Regions from separate parts of the Zea mays genome. Here region 2 is linked to region 1. A link is a contact called in public Hi-C data. All regions are on one chromosome and are shown on one strand. Each heading gives the region's core, a stretch centred on a gene start, on an enhancer-like site or on the middle of the called end of the contact. The rest is flanking DNA. Distances are from core to core; before and after follow the strand shown.

Region 1 (4,019 bases), core at 1,089-3,588:
ACTATTTCAATATTGATTTTGGTATTTGATGACTAGCACAACTAATTGGACTAACAACGTTGCTAAGTAATTGATTATAGAATCAAAAGAACGAAACATAGACTTGGACAAAATATACTAAGAAATTCAGAAGATAAAAAAGATCAATTTGGATTAAATTATAAAGCAAAGGACTTAAAGGGACATACTAAAGATTTTCTAAGTCATACAAATGTCCAAGACATAAGCCAAGCCAAAGCCTAAGCAAATGAAGTCAAAGAGACAAGTTGGAAACAACCATGGAACACCAGATGTATCCAGTAGCACATCGAATGGTGGACTAGATGACACACCAGATGTATAGTGCACAACGGTCGACTGAAGAAAGGCGCCAACAACAATTTGACATGGCATGTTTGGTGGCACACAGGACATGTCAGGTGAACTCTCACAACTGACTGATCTGACACCTTTATCCAACGATCACTTCTGAGATGACAGCAGACATATGTGGTGAGTATGCATAATCTTGAGTGGGGTTCAAATAGCTAGTTTCAAGTTAGGAGCCTATATATACCACCCAGCTTGACACAACTCCATCCTAGAGCTAAGAAACATCATCGATTAGTAATGGGATCATCTCCTAGCCATTTAAGTCTCTCAAATGCTTTGAATTGAGTTGTGTGGTTAGAATATACATCCATTTGAGAGCTAGAATAACAAAGAGTTGCTAGAGCACTTGTGTTGAGTTTAATGCAAAGTGAGGAGAATTCTTGTGATCAAAGTGTGTGGAGTTGCTGCTCAAGTTTGTAAAGCGATTAAGAGTGTCCTACTTCATGTGGAGAGCCTTTGTGATAGTTTGCTCTCGCAATTGCAAAAAGAAAGAGACTCAAGCTTGATGTTGGTGATCTCTTGAGTGAGGAAAGGGTTAAAAGAGCCCAGGTTCTTTGTGAACCCCTCGATGGAGTTGTAGTTTTTTTGTGGAATTGAACATTGATAAACAAATCTTGTGTCTCTTGTGCATTCTCCTTCCCTACTTGTATTTGCCTTTTTCCATCTAACTAATACTTACTTTGTTTGTCTTTAAGCTTTGTCTCTTCTATATTTGGTTGCTAGGCTCTATTCCTCACCTATGTTTTACTACCAATATAAGCAAGTTATTACCTTGGAAATTGACATTGGCTGTATTATCTTGTTCTAACCTCTCAACTAGTAATCTTCGGACCAAAGTTTGTTGTTTAAGTTAAAATTTCAGGTTTTGTCTATTCACACTCTCTAGGCAACTTTAAATAAGTACTAACGATTAATATACATTTGATTGATGTTTTAAGTTGCACTAATATATCGTGCTGCTTCAATGTTAAGTTGATTCTTTGTTTATCCAAAGACGAAATTAATCCAAAGTTGACTAGTATATATATACTTAAGTTCACCTCATGTAAACTATATCCAAGAAAATTTACCAAAAATATTTTTACTCTCTTTTTATCTATCATTCTAATTATGTGTGAAGTAAAACATTTTTAGTTTAACTTAATATATAAAAATAAAATATTAATATTTATGATACATATGATTAGATAGGTCATTCAACCTTTTTCATAAGAGCAACTCAAAGAGACTCTCTATATTCTTCTCAATTAATATAAATAGAGATTTTTGTAACAAGTTTTCATCCAATAACTTTTGTAAATGGTTATTTAAATTATAACTATTTTCTATTATGGGGTTTTCGCTAGCCAAAGATAAAAAACGCGAATGGCTCTCTAGCGTGCAAATAAAATATGGAAAAGCTGTTGGAGATTGAAAATATATATAAAAATGATTTTCTGTAAATGACTCGTAAAATGATAATTTAGAGAGTGAAATTTAGATAATCTCTTAGAGATGCTTTAATAATTCTATTTAAAGATATAAATATTATCAATAATTTTTACAATATTAGTTAACTGTCTATTTTTTTAATTTAATGGCGATATTTAGATAGAGACGGGGGAGCATGTTGGTTACTTCAGGGTGTGGATTGTTAAAGTTCCTCACTGCTCATAGCCTTACATCTGAACATCTCGTGGGACTGGGACGATAGACATGGATAGTAATATACTGTACTAAATATTTATTATTTACCTATATACCGCGCCGCCTGCTTGCGCGATACAGCCAGCCCGGGCCCCGGGATGGGCTGACGGGGAGGAACGCAGAACGCTGCCCTGCGGGACATCGGCCGCGACGGGGAGGATCTGCACCGTTACGATTGTGCGAACTTGGCGGGACGGGAAGAGAGATGCGCTGCGCCGTGCCGTCACCCGCCATCATCCAACGGGTCCAGTTCTAACCCCATTGGAAGGCTGGTCCCATCGGACAGTGGTACAGACTTCCTTCTCCGCAAAAATATGCTGTTTCCCAGGGTGGGAGTTACAAGTGTAGGCGATAACTCTCTCTCTTCTGCCCCTCCACGTAGGGTCTAATACGAAAAAGCCGACTTGTTATCAATCGAACCAAGCAACTATCGCTTCCGTCACCGAGGAGCCTCCATCTCTCCGACCGCCGCCGCCGCCGCCGCGGAAGGTGAAGCGATGGGGTTCTTGGACGGATTACGTCTCGACACGCTGCTTAAGCGCGTCTGCAAGTCGCTGCTCAAGAAGCGGCTTGGGGATCTGATCCTCGGCGACCTCGACCTCGATCAGTTCGACATCCAGCTTGGCCGCGGCACGGTGCAGCTCAACGACCTCGCCCTAAACGCTGAGTTCATCAACCATAAGGCGCGTTTTCTTCCGCACCCTCCTGCTTGTGTATTGTTCTCCCATGTGTATTGGAGCCGTCGCAGTCCGCTTCCCATTAAGCCGATTAGGCGGCGAAGAGGGAGGTTAGGTTTGTGACGATCTCATCGCCTACTGCCGCTCGCTTGTTTTGTTGATGATCAAATTGTGGCGTGGGGGAGTTAGGAATATTTTGTTTGATTGCCGGGTGGGTTTAGTTGTTTCATTTTAAATTCTGATCGTTATTTCCACCGTTTTGTGGCGCGAATTCTAGTTTTGGTATTGAGGCAGGGGTTTTGACTATTTTTGTGCTGGAGCTGAAGACTGGTGGCGAAAACAAGTGGAGCTTTAGAACTTTTTTGATTGATGCCTGTGTCAATTTTGGTTAATGTCAATTTGTTGTTCTATTGTATACTTCAGTATTTTTTGATTAGTTTAGTTTGTACCTTAAAGTTTATGGGATAGCTGCAGAATCTGATCTTGGGTGCAGGAGAAGAGGCTATGCACCTTTGTTGCAGTTCATTCCTACGAAGCATCCTAAATTAAAATTCATTACAATGTAAAGCGTGCACACACCGAAATGCTAAGTGTGGCTAGTGTTAAAATTCAATCTAGCAGAAAGTATTATGTGGTCAGTTAGTCTATAATTTTAATTGCTGTTCTTGGTAGCTTCAATACTCTTTATTTACTATTTCTGGTACTTAGCATACCACAATCATCTCTTATTTGAATCCCCCCCCCCCCCCCCCCCCCCCCCCCAAAAAAATGTGGAACCTGCAGAAGTGAAATTATTTGTTTCATGTCTTTCATCAGTTAATTTTCTGTATTATTTCAGTTATCAGGATCCCCTATTATGCTGAAAGAAGGATCAATAAAATCCCTGCTAGTTAGATTCACTACTAGCTGCGAGATTGTTGTTGAAGAATTGGAGCTTGTGCTTGTCCCATCTGTTGCAAGTGAAGTTGATAATGTGCATACTGAATGCTCTGTCTCTGGTAGTACTAGTGACACACAAACATTAGTAAACACCGAAAGAAGTGAATCTGATAGTAATCAGTGCTCCACTTCTGTATCCCGAGATGTGGATGAAGGTGTAAAAAGAATTGCCAATGCCATCAAATGGTTTCTGACAAGCTTTAATATTAAGTTAAAGAATGTCTATGTTGTATTTGATCCTCAAATCAATTTGAATAGTAGACTCCCAGAAACTAGTCGATCTCTAGTTTTCCGAATTAAAGAGGTGGAATTTGGAACCCAACTTGGTCTATTTAAACTGGACAA
Region 2 (4,019 bases), core at 637-3,136, 200 kb after region 1:
TCTAGTATATCTCATAATTTTATTTTTGTTTTTCAAATTAACCATCATTTTTGTTAAAAACAAAGAAAACGGGTAGAAAAACAACGAAAACTATAAAAAATACCGGTTTCTCGTCGAGAAATCTCCGAAAAACTGTTTTGTTTGAATTTTAAAACATAACCCGGTCAAAAAATTTGGAAAAAAACGACAAAGACTGGTTCCCCGGTAAAATTTGACGGTTCCAAAAATGGTTTGTCGAAAAATGATTATTTGAAAATTTTGAATTAAAAATGCCAAACCAGTCCGTTTTTCCTGGTTTTTACAGTTTTTCGGCGAAATTCCGAAACCTGGTGAGCGGTATTTAAACTTAAAACGGTAAGGTAAACCGTAGTAGGTAGAGAGCAAATGATCTACTCCATCCGGATAGCTTTGGTCCTCCTTGGTTAAAGGTTTTTTTTTTCTCGAACGCGCAGGAGGACTGCACGTCATTATATTAAGAAAGGAAAAGGTCCAAGAGGACCAAACTACAATGCCCGTAGGGCAAACAGAACACTTGACCACACTCTAAACCCTGCTCATAATAGCAGGAAGACCAAAACTTGCTAGCTGCTTAGCCCCAGCCCTCTCCCAACAACTTAACTCATTCAGAAATAAGCTTTTAACAAAACACATGGAAGGGTTTACACTATCAAAAACAGCTTTGTTTCTAGTCAGCCATATGCACCAAGACCCCAAAATAATGAGACTGTTGAAGCCTTTCTTTCTGAATTTGGGCACCTTCTTAAGCGCCTTCCTCCACCAATCAGCAAATGAGATTTCATCAACAGCAGGAATGAGATCCCCAAGACACAAGGGAACAAGAATAGCATGCCAAAATTGCCTGGCAAAACTGCAAGTACACAAAAGATGTTGCACTGTTTCCTGCTCTTGGTCACAAAGAACACAAACAACCGGATGTTGCAGCCCTCTCCTCCTTAGTCTATCAGCAGTCCAACACTTATTCCTTATCGTCAGCCAGAGGAAGAACTTGCATTTTGGGGGAGCCCAGGATTTCCACAAACGTTTCCATGGCTCAAACGAAATTGAACCCATGAAAAAAGCCTTATAGCAGGACTTTGAGGAGAACATCCCAGAAGAAGAGTGCATCCAAACATGTCTGTCAGCATCATGAGAGAGCCTAACGTTCCCCAAAGTATCCCACAACAACAGGTATTGCTGCAACCCACTCAAGGAAAGAGCACCACGAATATCACTGACCCAATGCCAATTATCCAGAGAGCCTGTGCCACCGTTCTAGAAGAATACGCCTATAGAATATTGTTTCAAACTTCAAAGGTATACGTATACTATTCGGCCGTATTTACTGAGAAGTTTGTACATACTAGTATATTTCCATAATTGTCACGCCGTGAAAACACCCCAGCGCATTAATTAATTCTAGAAACATACGTAGCTAGTCCACCACTAACTAGATGGATTGCCACACCACCAACAGCAAACATCACGCTGGTTTACAGCTTACAAGTGGCCACGACAGTGACAGGCAGGGAAGCGCCGTGCTCGTGCTGCGCATCCATACGATGCGACGCATACGGCCGCAACACGCGCGACGAGCGAGAGAGAAAGAGCAACGGGACCGACCTCTTTTTTTTTCCTGGGCAACTGAATCGCACGCGGAAATCCCCGTCATGCCCCCCAGAGGGACCACTAGCGGCCCCGCCCCGCCCCGCCCCCACCTCGCGGCGGCTCAAGTCAAACCGGGCGCGCTATACCTATAGCCAGCGCCATCCGCGACCCGCAGGCAGGCCTCAGCGGGGTCGTCGGGACTCGGGACTCGGTCCTCGGATTCGGAGGCGGACCAGTGATATACCAAACCCAGGCCGCGAAACAAACCAGTCGCCGACCTCCCTCCATCCTTCCCTCTCAGGCACGCAGCTCGCGTGGCATTGCGTTGCGCGGCCTGCTTCTCTCCGGTCTCCACCGCGCCGCGATCGACAGCCCGGCCAGCGAGCTCCTCTCCTCCGCCTTCTCCTCTTCTACCGCTCCCGATCACGCGGCCGCGACATGGAGGACGACGAGGGGAAGAAGCAGCACCAACGGATCATCCCCAACGCCAACGGCCACGTCATGATCGTGGTCCCCGACGACGCGCACGCGCACGCGCTGCCCGCCTCCGCCTCCGCTCCTCCTCGTGACGCCGACGGCCCAGACGAGGAGAGCGGGGACGAGGAGGAGCGGACGCCGGCGGGGGCCACGTCCTCGCTGTGGCGAGCAGCGGTGCTGGCGCTCGCGGCGCTGGCGCTGGCGGCGGCGGCCTACGCCTGCCTGTACGCGGGTGGGGACGACGACGCCGGCGCGGCCTGGCGCCTCTTGGAGGCGCGGCGGCAGGAGGACGGCGGCGACGACGAGCACCCGGGCGGCCGCACGTCCTTCCTGCTGCCGCTCTACCCGAAGCCACCACGCCGCGGCGGCGACGACTGGCCGCAGAATTCCACGTTATTCCCGCACTCGCTCGCCGGCAACCTCTTCCCGGAAGGGTACGTGCAGTGCAGTGCAGGGCGCTGCTGCAAGGATTCGGTTCCGTACTCCGTAGTTGCGTCCTCCGTTCCTTTCGATGTTGTTTTTAGTTTTTACATCCTCTCGAACAAAACTGACCGGGTTTCTACGAATTTGTTCTTTCCTTGTTGTTTAATTTAACTGCCTTTTTGCCGGAGAAGGACTGCGTCCTCCTTTGTTATTTATTAGCATCGCATTGTTTCCCATTCCTTTTAAATGTTTACCCCGTACGTGCAGGCTATACTACACCGCTATCTCTTTGGGCAGTCCTCCAAGGCCTTATTTTCTTGACGTCGACACTGGGAGCCACACAACATGGGTCCAGTGCGACGCGCCGCCATGCGCGAGCTGTGCAAAGGTATGCGCATAAAGCTTCAGCCACATGCTCGACGACGATGCTCTGCTTTACTACGATGTTGTTTGTGGCATGACGAGCTTAATAATCGGTGGAAAAACACGAAGTCCCCATTCCAAAATTCTTTAATCCTGTAATGAAAACATTGTCCGATGTTGTTTCAGGGAGCTCACCCTTTATATAGGCCCGCAAGGACGGCGGATGCACTTCCTGCCAGCGACCCACTTTGTGAAGGAGCCCAGCATGAGAACCCAAACCAGTGCGACTATGAGATCAGCTATGCCGACGGAAGCTCCTCCATGGGCGTTTATGTAAGGGACAGTATGCAATTCGTCGGCGAAGATGGTGAAAGGGAGAATGCAGACATTGTGTTTGGGTATGGGCCAACCTTCCAATATGCATGTACAATAGCGATTGCTGTTGATTACCACTTCGTTTAAGAAATTAACTGCCGTTTGTCTTCCACATACAGGTGCGGGTACGACCAGCAGGGAGTTCTTTTGAACGCACTAGAAACCACCGACGGAGTTCTCGGCCTGACCAACAAGGCACTGAGCCTTCCTACACAGCTAGCCAGCAGAGGTATCATTTCCAATGCGTTCGGCCACTGCATGTCGACAGATCCCAGCGGTGCTGGTGGTTACTTGTTTCTTGGCGACGATTACATTCCCAGGTGGGGAATGACTTGGGTCCCTATCCGCGATGGTCCAGCAGAGTAAGTTGCCCCCACCCCCCTGTCGTCCTATGGAAAAACCATTTCAGTTCGTGTGGCTGTCGTTCTTTTCCTCGGATGTCATGCACCGTTTTGAGCAAATGCGATATGCTTTGCTTGCAACGTATCCTCAGCAATCCTACCCTTTCTTGTCACTCTCCAGAGTCCAGACTCCAGACCCAATCCATACAAGGGGGAAAACTATCCACCTGCTTTTCTACTGTCTCCATAGTATCACAATGATGCTACAAGTTTGGTCATTTTTTATTCCCTGAGCTGCATGCTGTCTCTACTCAAATCACAGATATGTACTGTAGTTGCCAAAAAAAACAGGTGCAACAAAATGCCTCTTTTTTTTTAGCCTGAGCACATATGCAGCCCTTCTATGTGGTACATACTGTAGTTGCATCAGTTCCT

What was found. Hi-C and Micro-C count contacts between places; a contact is called where the count stands out from the background.
Region 2: a contact with region 1 is called in a Hi-C map of leaf, with 5 times the contacts expected there. The contact joins the promoter of LOC100280120 here to the promoter of LOC109942396 in region 1. A contact is called at or near these places in 20 of 25 Hi-C or Micro-C datasets (bundle sheath, ear, endosperm and 6 more) and 2 of 3 datasets of contacts at active chromatin or transcription factors (leaf and seedling).

What each region holds. Positions count from the first base shown.
Region 1 is chr9:35,492,938-35,496,956 of Zm-B73-REFERENCE-NAM-5.0, forward strand. It overlaps LOC109942396 (autophagy-related protein 2), which reads left to right and starts at 2,339. Exons shown (of 14, transcript XM_020544352.2): 1 at 2,339-2,741; 2 at 3,574-4,019. The coding sequence starts at 2,556.
Region 2 is chr9:35,688,719-35,692,737 of Zm-B73-REFERENCE-NAM-5.0, forward strand. LOC100280120 (Aspartyl protease APCB1) reads left to right here and starts at 1,887. Exons shown (of 9, transcript NM_001153056.2): 1 at 1,887-2,516; 2 at 2,773-2,893; 3 at 3,055-3,266; 4 at 3,363-3,605. The coding sequence starts at 2,044.